Regions from separate parts of the Zea mays genome. Here all the other regions are linked to region 2. A link is a contact called in public Hi-C data. All regions are on one chromosome and are shown on one strand. The core of a region is the stretch at or near the end of the contact, and the rest is flanking DNA. Distances in the headings are between cores, read along the strand shown.

Region 1 (3,065 bases), core at 307-2,806, 460 kb before region 2:
AGGCGTGAGAAGATGATGGACTAGCTCATTCCTCAAACCAAACAACCTATAAATACACGGAATGAGATTCATAATCTACAATCAGTGGCCAGTGCCTAGGGACGGCTACGAGGTTCTCCATGTCACTGGGTCCAGCCAAGAAAACATTACGTGGCAGTATATCCTATATTAAAACGTCATATTTACAAGATTGGAGGCAGCACAAGAGAACTTGCTAATTAGGCAGAAAAGCAATTAGTTAGATTAGACATTAGAGATGCGACAACACGCAGATAAACGAAACTGTAGAATGCAAACGAGGAATTCTGAATTCCTCGCAAACACCTACTCCTGTATACCTAAATTGCAATACTATACAATGTACAGTATGTACACAGCTACATATATACCAACATATACGAACAATCACATGTAAACTTCTTGTCCAATTTGTCGTAGTATATGTGTACCCGCCTACACAAATCGCATGGCAGGTGGTTAGCCACCGACTGCAGAGCACGATTCCGAGCCGAATCCTGAAAGGAAGGCTCACATTTCCCCTGCTTTCTCTGACTTCACACCTTGTCTTTTTGACTCGGCTCGCAGGAGATCTCCAAGTCAAATGTCTGAAATTTCAAATCCCGATTTCAAACCTGAAGTCTCACTGTTTGGAACGGGTCCTCCACGGCGCGTCGTGGTCGTGGCTCACCGGCTCACAACGGGTGTGGGCTCCTGCTGAGCCCGTGCACGCTGGCGAACAGCCCCACGAGGTCCTGCCGGTACGGCAGGAACGTGCGCCGGCCGCCGGTGGAGGCCTTGGCGCCGCCGCCGCCATATGACAACCGGCGGCCCGCGGAGACCGTGTCTAGCTCGGTTGCGGCGGCTTTGCTTCCTTTGGGCGGCAGCTTGGCCTTGGCCTTGGAGGCGGGGGCGTGCTCCCTGTCCCTGGCCGGGGACGGCGGCGCCGAGAGGAAGAGGAACTTGTCCTTGCCGTCGCTGCGGCTGCGGCCGACGACGAGCTCACCGATGCGGCGCCACCGCGCGATGGAGCCCGTGGACCCGCTCTTCCGCGGCGGCCGCGAGGGCGAGGACGCCGGCGACGACCCGGGCGTCCAGACGCAGTAGCTGTCCGGCGACGCGCCGACGCCGTCGAGGTCCGCGCCCGTGCCCGCCGCCGTCGACGCCGATGATGATGAGGAGGAGGAGGACGTGGACGCGACGGACGAGGTCCGCGCCTGCTCCAGCTGGAACAGCCGCCCTAGTGGCGCCCTCGGTGCCGGCGCTGCGGCCTCGTCCAGCACTCGGCCAAACACCGGGTAGAACGCCCGGGCGTGGCCGCCCGCGAAGAGCTCGTCGGCAGACGCGGCGCCGCCAACGCCCGCCGCGGACTCCCGGCTCACGGAGGGGAACTCGAACTCGCCGTCCGAGTCCTCACCGCCGGAAACCACGTCGTCCTCCGTCCTGACGACGGTGGGTTCCTGGCGGCGGACAACCGGCATGTCTCGCATGTTTCTGCTGCTCGCTTTGTTTGCGATCGGGTGCGTTCGGCGTGGGGAGGGAAAAGGGGAACAACTGCTAGTCGGTTAGCGAGATGGGAACGGCGTTTATATAGGGGAACCGGGTAGCGAGGCGACCTTCTAGAAGGGCTCTGACTCGCGGCGCCCGTCTGGCGTCTGGCGTCTGGGGCGTCTGGCGTCTGGCGTCTGCTCTGTTTTTTAGCTTGGGCTGGGGAATTTGGGAGAAACGCGCACGCCCTCGTGGCTCGGGTGCGCTACACGTCAGTCGTGATGCACGCGGACGCGGGGTTCGTTTATCTCTTGCGCTAGGCTGCCCGCTGGTTGCGTTCCGTGTGCGTGTACCGAGTTCTTGCTACTTTTTCCTGGGTTTACACATGATTTTGGGAGATCTCTCGAAAGGTCCTCTGTCCGTGGGATTTGCCGAGATCGTGCTTGCTTGCTTGAGAAACAAGCGACTGTTATTGTTAATCCGGTCAGCTGTAGATTGGCCGCCGAGTCGGCTGGCTCCAATAAACTTTACGTAAACGTGGTGTCATTTTTTTTTTGTTGTAAAGCCGATGAAAGGAACTGAGAAGGCTCATCGATGATTGATAAGGGTAAAACATATCATTGGGTACTCTTTCCAAAACAGGGATGGGGTGTGTTTGTGGTTGCACGATCTATGTAAGTCAATAGTTGGAACATTATTATTCCAATATCCACACGTGTTTGTTAAAATTGGACGGACGAGAGTTGACGTCGGAGAACGTAGCAATCTACGACTACCTTCAACTAGCCTACAACCAAACACAAGGGATGGCAACAGGGCAGAAGAGATCGTCTCGTTCCCCAAAATTTATTCTGTCTCTACCTCGTTTAACTTAACGAGCACAAACTTATCTCCATCTCCACCCTCGTGGATCCTTGTTCCCTATTTCGGGGCCTCTTAGAAAATACTATAATAAAAAATATTCACGACAAGATAACAATTATAAATATATAAATTATGAAAGACACAAGACAAAAATAAATCTAAAACAAGTAACAACCTTATAATACAAATCAAAACTCACAAGTCACAATTACTTTAACTTAATAATAATAATAATAATATACTCTCTCAAATCATAAATTACACAAATACACATTAGAGTTTTTTATCCGATCCCCAACAAAACTTTACGGACATAGTTTCTTCCCTATCTCTGCCCTACTAATTTTTTAGGCCTATCTTGTTGACCTAGTGAGGGAGAAATCTTCCTTGTAGCCATCCTAAATCGTCCGCGATGGCACAGATGGTCGTCTTCTTCGCAGCAAATGTGATATCCTGGCCTTGGGGATGGTGATATTCTGTCTAAAGGCTTAATAGAATTAGTAGAGTACTCATATCAACAAGGTGCATTTTCTTTTTCGGAAGCCTATCTCGAAAAAACCACCAAGTTAAGCGTGCTTGGTTTAGAGCAATTTGGGATGAGTGTCCGAATGAGAAGTTTTCTCGGGTGTGCATGAGTGAGGACAAAGTGCGCACAAAAGACTTATGTTGGTCTGTAGGGACAATATATGATACTAGAGAACTGACAGAAGTAAGTA
Region 2 (2,780 bases), core at 269-2,768:
TCCAACTGCAAAATGAGTACAACATTACTACTCCATTGTCCTACTTTGTTGGTCAATTCAAGCTACGTTGAAAAGGCCCTTTTGTGTATCTTAGCATTTGGGATTACGAGTAGGATTACCTGAAAGACAATATTCGGTTTGCAGTAAGGCCCAGAGAACGAGATTGGCCCAACAAGGAACTCTAGTTCTGGTGGTACGAGAAGTGTAGATGCCCCCTGGGTGCAGGCAGCAGCCCACGCTCCTTGAAAAGCCTGTATGCAAAATGGACGTACAATTATTGGCTCTAGATTTCTGAAAGAAACATCTTGCAAGAGCTATGGAAAAGATTATGCATTTGTGTTTGTGTATCCTGACTTGGTTGGTGTACTTTGTTCTCTTCCTGATTTACAAAATAAATAAATAAAATAAACCTGGCCAGCTAGATATGTAAATGGATCTGTTTATGCCGCTATGTGCAACAATCATGTGAGAAGGAAAGAAGAAGCCAAAGCAGGGAGCAGATGGAAACACATGCAAACATATGGCGCTGGTGACAACTTTTCAGGCTCTGTACTGCAAATCATGTGAGACAGTGAGAGAGTAAAACAGGTATGGGCATAGGCACATTGAAATGCTCACCATCATAAGCTGTGGTGGTTCTGGCAAATGAATTCAGGTTAGCATTTATTGCTAATTTCCGATTTCTAAGCATTCCAAAAAGAAAATATGCACGACAAATTCGAATCTCAAGATGCCACGGTGATCGACATCACTGAGTCCTCATGCAAGTCATGTAAAGATCAGGGCGAAAAAACAGAGCATCTGAAGCGCAAACCCACGGAAGGAATTGCAATTCGAGATTTCTGGATCAGACAACGCATGACGCTTGGCAAATTTATAATGGAATTTTGTTTGAAAAAAAGAGCAGCGAAGCTATCGGACCTTAGTATCGTCTGTAACTCCGTCACCCTTGGCTCCAAAATCAACCACATTGAATACTGCACCATGCTGCGAGGAGGTTGCTGGTGGTGGCGGCTGTGACTGTGATGGCTGCTGATGAGCCTTCCCGCAGCTTGGAGGAGTCGGCGGCTTGGGAGTGGAATGGGCGCTGCCATTGGCAGGGGGGCTTGGCCTCGGGATGTGAGGGGCATTCGGGCTTGGTTGGTACGGAGTCTGGTTTCCTTTGCCGCCGGCACCAGAGCTCGGTGTCGAGCTGGCCGGTGGCTTCGGACTTGGCCGGTTGCTGCCGTATTGGCGGCGGGAGCTGGTCTTCTTTCCTTTGCCTTTCTTCAGCAGCTGAGAGGAGGAGGTCCTCGACGACCTCCAATGCCGGTCTCTTCTTGCCTCGCCGACTTCAATGGTGGAGCAAAGCGCAAGCAGGACAAGGAGGAGCAGGAGGCCGAGGCCTTTTGCTCCCAGCTTCATCCTCCTGTCCTGTCCGTATCTGTGTTGGCTGTGTGGAGAGATTAGAGTGTGTGTATTGTGTGCTGGCCTGCTGCTGCTGGGTAGTAGTAGTGGTAGATAGAGAGAATAGAGCGCGGGAGGCCTGTGGTTGCGGGGAGGGGAAGGGAAGAGAGAAAGGGGGTTTAAATAGCAAACACCGGGAGCCGGCCATGGTCCTCCTGTTTTGTCAGGATTTTAAGGTGGAATTAAAATGAAACGGGAAATGATTGGGAGGATATGTGGGCCCCAGCTCTCGTGCACGCAAGGGAGACACGTGTAATCGATCTTACTACATCTACTTCCTTTGTTGCGCTTGCGCTATTACACGAGAATCAGCCGGTGGCGTTTCTCCGTGTTTGAGGGATTAGCCCCGGCGTGATTGGTTTTAATTCCATTCCTGTTTAGGGATGAAAACGGTCGGAAACGGTATTTATTCGGTAATTAGTTTTTTAGTCGTTTTTCTTTGATTGTGATATAGAATATACAATACAAATTTGTAGTCTTGTTTTTAACATCCAGCTTGTTAAGATTCATAAAAGGTAAACCTCAAATTCATCATATATTTTCTCAAATAATAGATATAAACTTCGGTATGGATTCGGAAACAAATTCGGTAAATTTTTCAACTTTTTGTGTTGTAGGGAGCAAATAATACATAAAACAATTTATATAATATTTTATTCATATTTGTACTAATGTGCTTGATAACATAAGAAAAGATCAACATCAAATTTTATACATATCTATTTTAAAATATTAAATTTGTTCTAACAGTTCGGATTACCACTTTCATCCCTATTCCTGTTAAGGTAGCATTGATCTTTATTTTTAATGGCAGTTTAAAGGTTACGGAATATGGATTGGTTTACGAGCAATGAAGAATCTTTATGGTTTTGATTTTTCTTTTTTGGCAGAACAACATAATCTGATTACACCTGCTATTCAGAGTACAGCCCCCCCAGCTGCTCGCAATTTGGTTGAAGGAACCAAATGAAGTCAGGCATGTGGGACCGATTATTCCGTGCCCGCCCAAGAGTTCATGACTCAATGAGCCTTGCATTGATGCAGTGCAGCAGACGGAGTTATATATGTGTGACATGTGAGTTGTGAGGCTAGAAAGAAATGACGGGGCGTGGAGGTGGAGTGCCCGCGGCAAGCCAGGCATACCCGTACCGTACGTGGCCAGGAATGACCGCACGCACGACGGCGGCAGCGGCATGGCCGCATGCATGCGTTCCCGTCAGGCAGACCTGGCAGTGGCAGACAGTCATTTTGCCCAAAGCGAGCAAGCGTCCAGGCGCTGGGCGGCCGTAGATGCTGGGGAGGGCAGGGCAATGGCATCACGCATGCATGTGTGC
Region 3 (3,176 bases), core at 47-2,546, 290 kb after region 2:
AAACATTAAATACGATTTTTTGTTTCTATGCGTGTAATTCATTTCCTTTCATTGCACATTATTTTTATCATAAATTCGTGTGCATGCAGCTGGTAACAGATTTTTACGCAGTATATCGAATTGCATAATTATTAACACATTGTAGCATATTTAGTCTCAGTATATATCATAAAATGGTCCTTGCGCGTCTAGCTGCATGGCTGTTGCAGCGATCCTAAATTTATGGAGGAAATAAAGGATTTTAAAAACAGAAACCGCCGCACATATCTTTCCTAAATTTATGCGCATGCATTGGATCGTGTTTGACTCATGCATGCATTCCTTTTTTTGCGCTAACAGACGTGGGGCAGGTGGCGCACCCGACAGCCTGTTTGGGCGCGCTGGTTGAACCAGTTTGCAGGGGTGGTCGGCCTGGGCTTCCTTTAACTATTGGAAGCCCAGGGCTCCCGTTATACCTACCATATATATATATATATATATATATATATATATATATATATATATATATATATATATATATATATATATATATATATAACGTAGGTGACGTATATTCTTCATATATATTTTTTAAATTGCAGATACCCGTCAATTTGATACCTATGCTATGAATGAATAAATTTATGAATATCTGAACCTCATGTACTATCTACGAATAAAATTTTAAATCCGTGCCTGCATCCAACGGCTATGAAACCCGCGCATGTCGACGCCCGCGCGTGGGAAAGATTATCACCACCAAGTACCAACACACAACACGTTTCAGGGCTCGCATTGGCCGCGGTCGGCGGCATAGGAAGAAGAAAAAACTGCCGGCTGCTGCTGCGCGGTCCACGTACGCGGCATGCAGTGGCGCACCATGTGCCCGTGTCACACACACGTTATGGGTTTGTCTGTTGCGGCAAATTACCGTGCAGGACGGGACGGGAGCCATCCGAATCGCATCGGCATCGCACTCGCACGGGTGCTCTCCTTACCGAAAAGACCCGTTGTCCGGCGGCCTGTGTAGTGTGCGTCCAAAGATAGTGTAGTAGGATACGTATGTACTAGTATTGTTGTTTGCATGTACTTGTCGCTAATAATCTGGGGTTTTGGGAATTTACACAAGCGTTACTGTTTAGGAGGAGTACCCTCGCCTCGGTGACCGCAAGTCGCCGGCGGACAAGCGATTCTGACACCGCGCGGACGGCGAGAAGGACAGAGGTGACTGGACGACCGACCCCCCTGGCCCCACCACGTCGACCCAAATAAAAAACGCCACCTGCACGCGGCTCCACCTACCACTCGATTCACCACACCAGTCGTCCTTCCTTCTCATTCCCCAAGCCAAACCCCCGGGCTCCATCGAACCAAACCTATTTGAATCGCCAAAGCCGGTGGCGGTGGGTCTCACTCTCACAGCCCTCCGCTCCTCGTCCTCACCCCTGCTTCGCTTGCCTAGCCTTCCGTCGTCCCCTGCTGTCAGTCCCCGAAGACGGCGGCGCCGCCGGCCATGGAGGACCCCCTCGCCACGGCGCCGCCACCGCGCCGGCCCCACCGGGAGCGGCGGCACCGGCGGAAGGCGTCGGACGCCGCCGCGGCCGCGCTGGCGGCGCAGGCGGCGTCCTCCTACGGCGACGTCTTCGGCGGGCCCCCGCGGTTCGCGCCGCCTCCTGCGGCGTTCGCCGCGGGGGCGGGGACTGCGCCGGCGGACTACGCCGAGGTGTTCGGCGGAGTCGCGGCCTCCTGCTCCATCCCCTACCTCGACCTGCCGCCCGCCGTTGCCAGCGGAGTCGGCGCCGGCGGGTACGGCGAGATCTTCGGCCGCTTCGACTTCGGGGAGTTTGCGGTGCCGTACGAGGACATGCTTTCTGGTGCAGAGTCTCTGGTGGAGGAGATCGCGTCACCAAGTGGGAGCTCAAGGTACGAACTCTGCTCCCGTTTCAGGATTTCGTTTTTTTTCTTCTTCTTCCCAGCCATTGTGCCACTGTTGCCTGAGGCCCATTGTTCGGGCCAAGAATTCTGCTCCGCTTTTAGGCGAGGCCTTATTTTTCTGGCGATTTTAGAGATAATGGGTTTAATGGGGCTAGGTTCTGCACTGTAGAGAGTTTGCTCGTCTTTACCGCACACACCGTTTTGGCGACGAAATGCTGCCTTTGCGTAACAATCTGCGCGTTGGTTCCGCTCTGCTTTTTACTATTTCGGCTGATTTGTTGTGAGTAGGATGGTGGAATGTCGTTTCCAAGCTACGTGTACTGCATTTTTTTTCTAATCCATAAAGGTTATTGTGTTTGGTGAAGTGCTATATTTCGTCACGCGTTCAATACTCACGATTGAAGGGGCTATATCTGTATATATATGGAGTTCTTTTAGGAAATCCTTTTTCGCATAAAAATATTGCCTTCGGGTTGAAGTGCTGTCTTTTTTCTTCTCCACTTTCGAGTTGTTTTAAAATCGAAGAATTAGCGAAATGCCTGTGAAATCTTGAATTTTACTTATGAAATTTATGTAATCGTGTGTTTTCATGACTCTTTATTTCTGTGTTGACTAGATATGTGTCATGATGACGACATATAAGGGCATGTACAGTGGAGAGACACCAAAACGGTTCTCCAAGCACAGGAGACAACTAAGAGACTATTGTACAATGGATTGTCTATAAACGTAGTCTATTAATAAATACAGAATTAAATGTATTTGTATAGCATCAGATCGATAGAACAGACGACAAATTCGTACAGTGGGAAGTGAGGCGTCTGTTGCTACTTGATTTACGAGCCAGAGACGTCTCTTCACGGAGAGACAGCTCTAAGATTTTTTTGCAAATAACCCCCTTAAACACCTTAAGAGACTCCACATTAAACACCACTGTACATGCCCTAATTATGAATTCTGATCCTAGGTCCCCAAAACATGTCGTAGTAACATACTAACATTTCACCTAAAAGTGTACTCCCGTAATGCAATGGGGCACTGACTCAAACCCTGCTTCCCTCCTAAGTTCAACTACATAATCCCTTTAGCTACTTTCATATTTTTTAATTCATTGTTTTGTAGTTCTTTTCTGTGTCTTTTCAGGGAATTCTTAGCTGTGTAAAGTGGGCTGACCTTTTGATGTCATTGACAAGAGTGAATGCACATGCCATGTTTTATTGCTTCTGATTTATGCTCATTACTTCCATATCTACAGATCATCA

Evidence for each region. Hi-C and Micro-C count contacts between places; a contact is called where the count stands out from the background.
Region 1: a contact with region 2 is called in a Hi-C map of tassel, with 4 times the contacts expected there. The contact joins the promoter of LOC100276388 here to the promoter of LOC100284545 in region 2. A contact is called at or near these places in 2 of 25 Hi-C or Micro-C datasets (endosperm and tassel).
Region 3: a Hi-C map of leaf shows a contact between it and region 2, with 4 times the contacts expected there. The contact joins the promoter of LOC103651457 here to the promoter of LOC100284545 in region 2. A contact is called at or near these places in 2 of 25 Hi-C or Micro-C datasets (leaf and tassel).

Annotation. Positions count from the first base shown.
Region 1 is chr3:220,999,102-221,002,166 of Zm-B73-REFERENCE-NAM-5.0, forward strand. LOC100276388 reads right to left here and starts at 1,557. Exons shown (of 1, transcript NM_001150193.2): 1 at 219-1,557. The coding sequence starts at 1,487. The coding sequence ends at 693.
Region 2 is chr3:221,455,745-221,458,524 of Zm-B73-REFERENCE-NAM-5.0, forward strand. It overlaps LOC100284545 (polygalacturonase), which reads right to left and starts at 1,519. Exons shown (of 7, transcript NM_001367194.1): 1 at 922-1,519; 2 at 120-251; 3 at 1-5. The coding sequence starts at 1,404.
Region 3 is chr3:221,741,398-221,744,573 of Zm-B73-REFERENCE-NAM-5.0, forward strand. It overlaps LOC103651457, which reads left to right and starts at 1,297. Exons shown (of 8, transcript XM_008677089.3): 1 at 1,297-1,902; 2 at 3,170-3,176. The coding sequence starts at 1,493.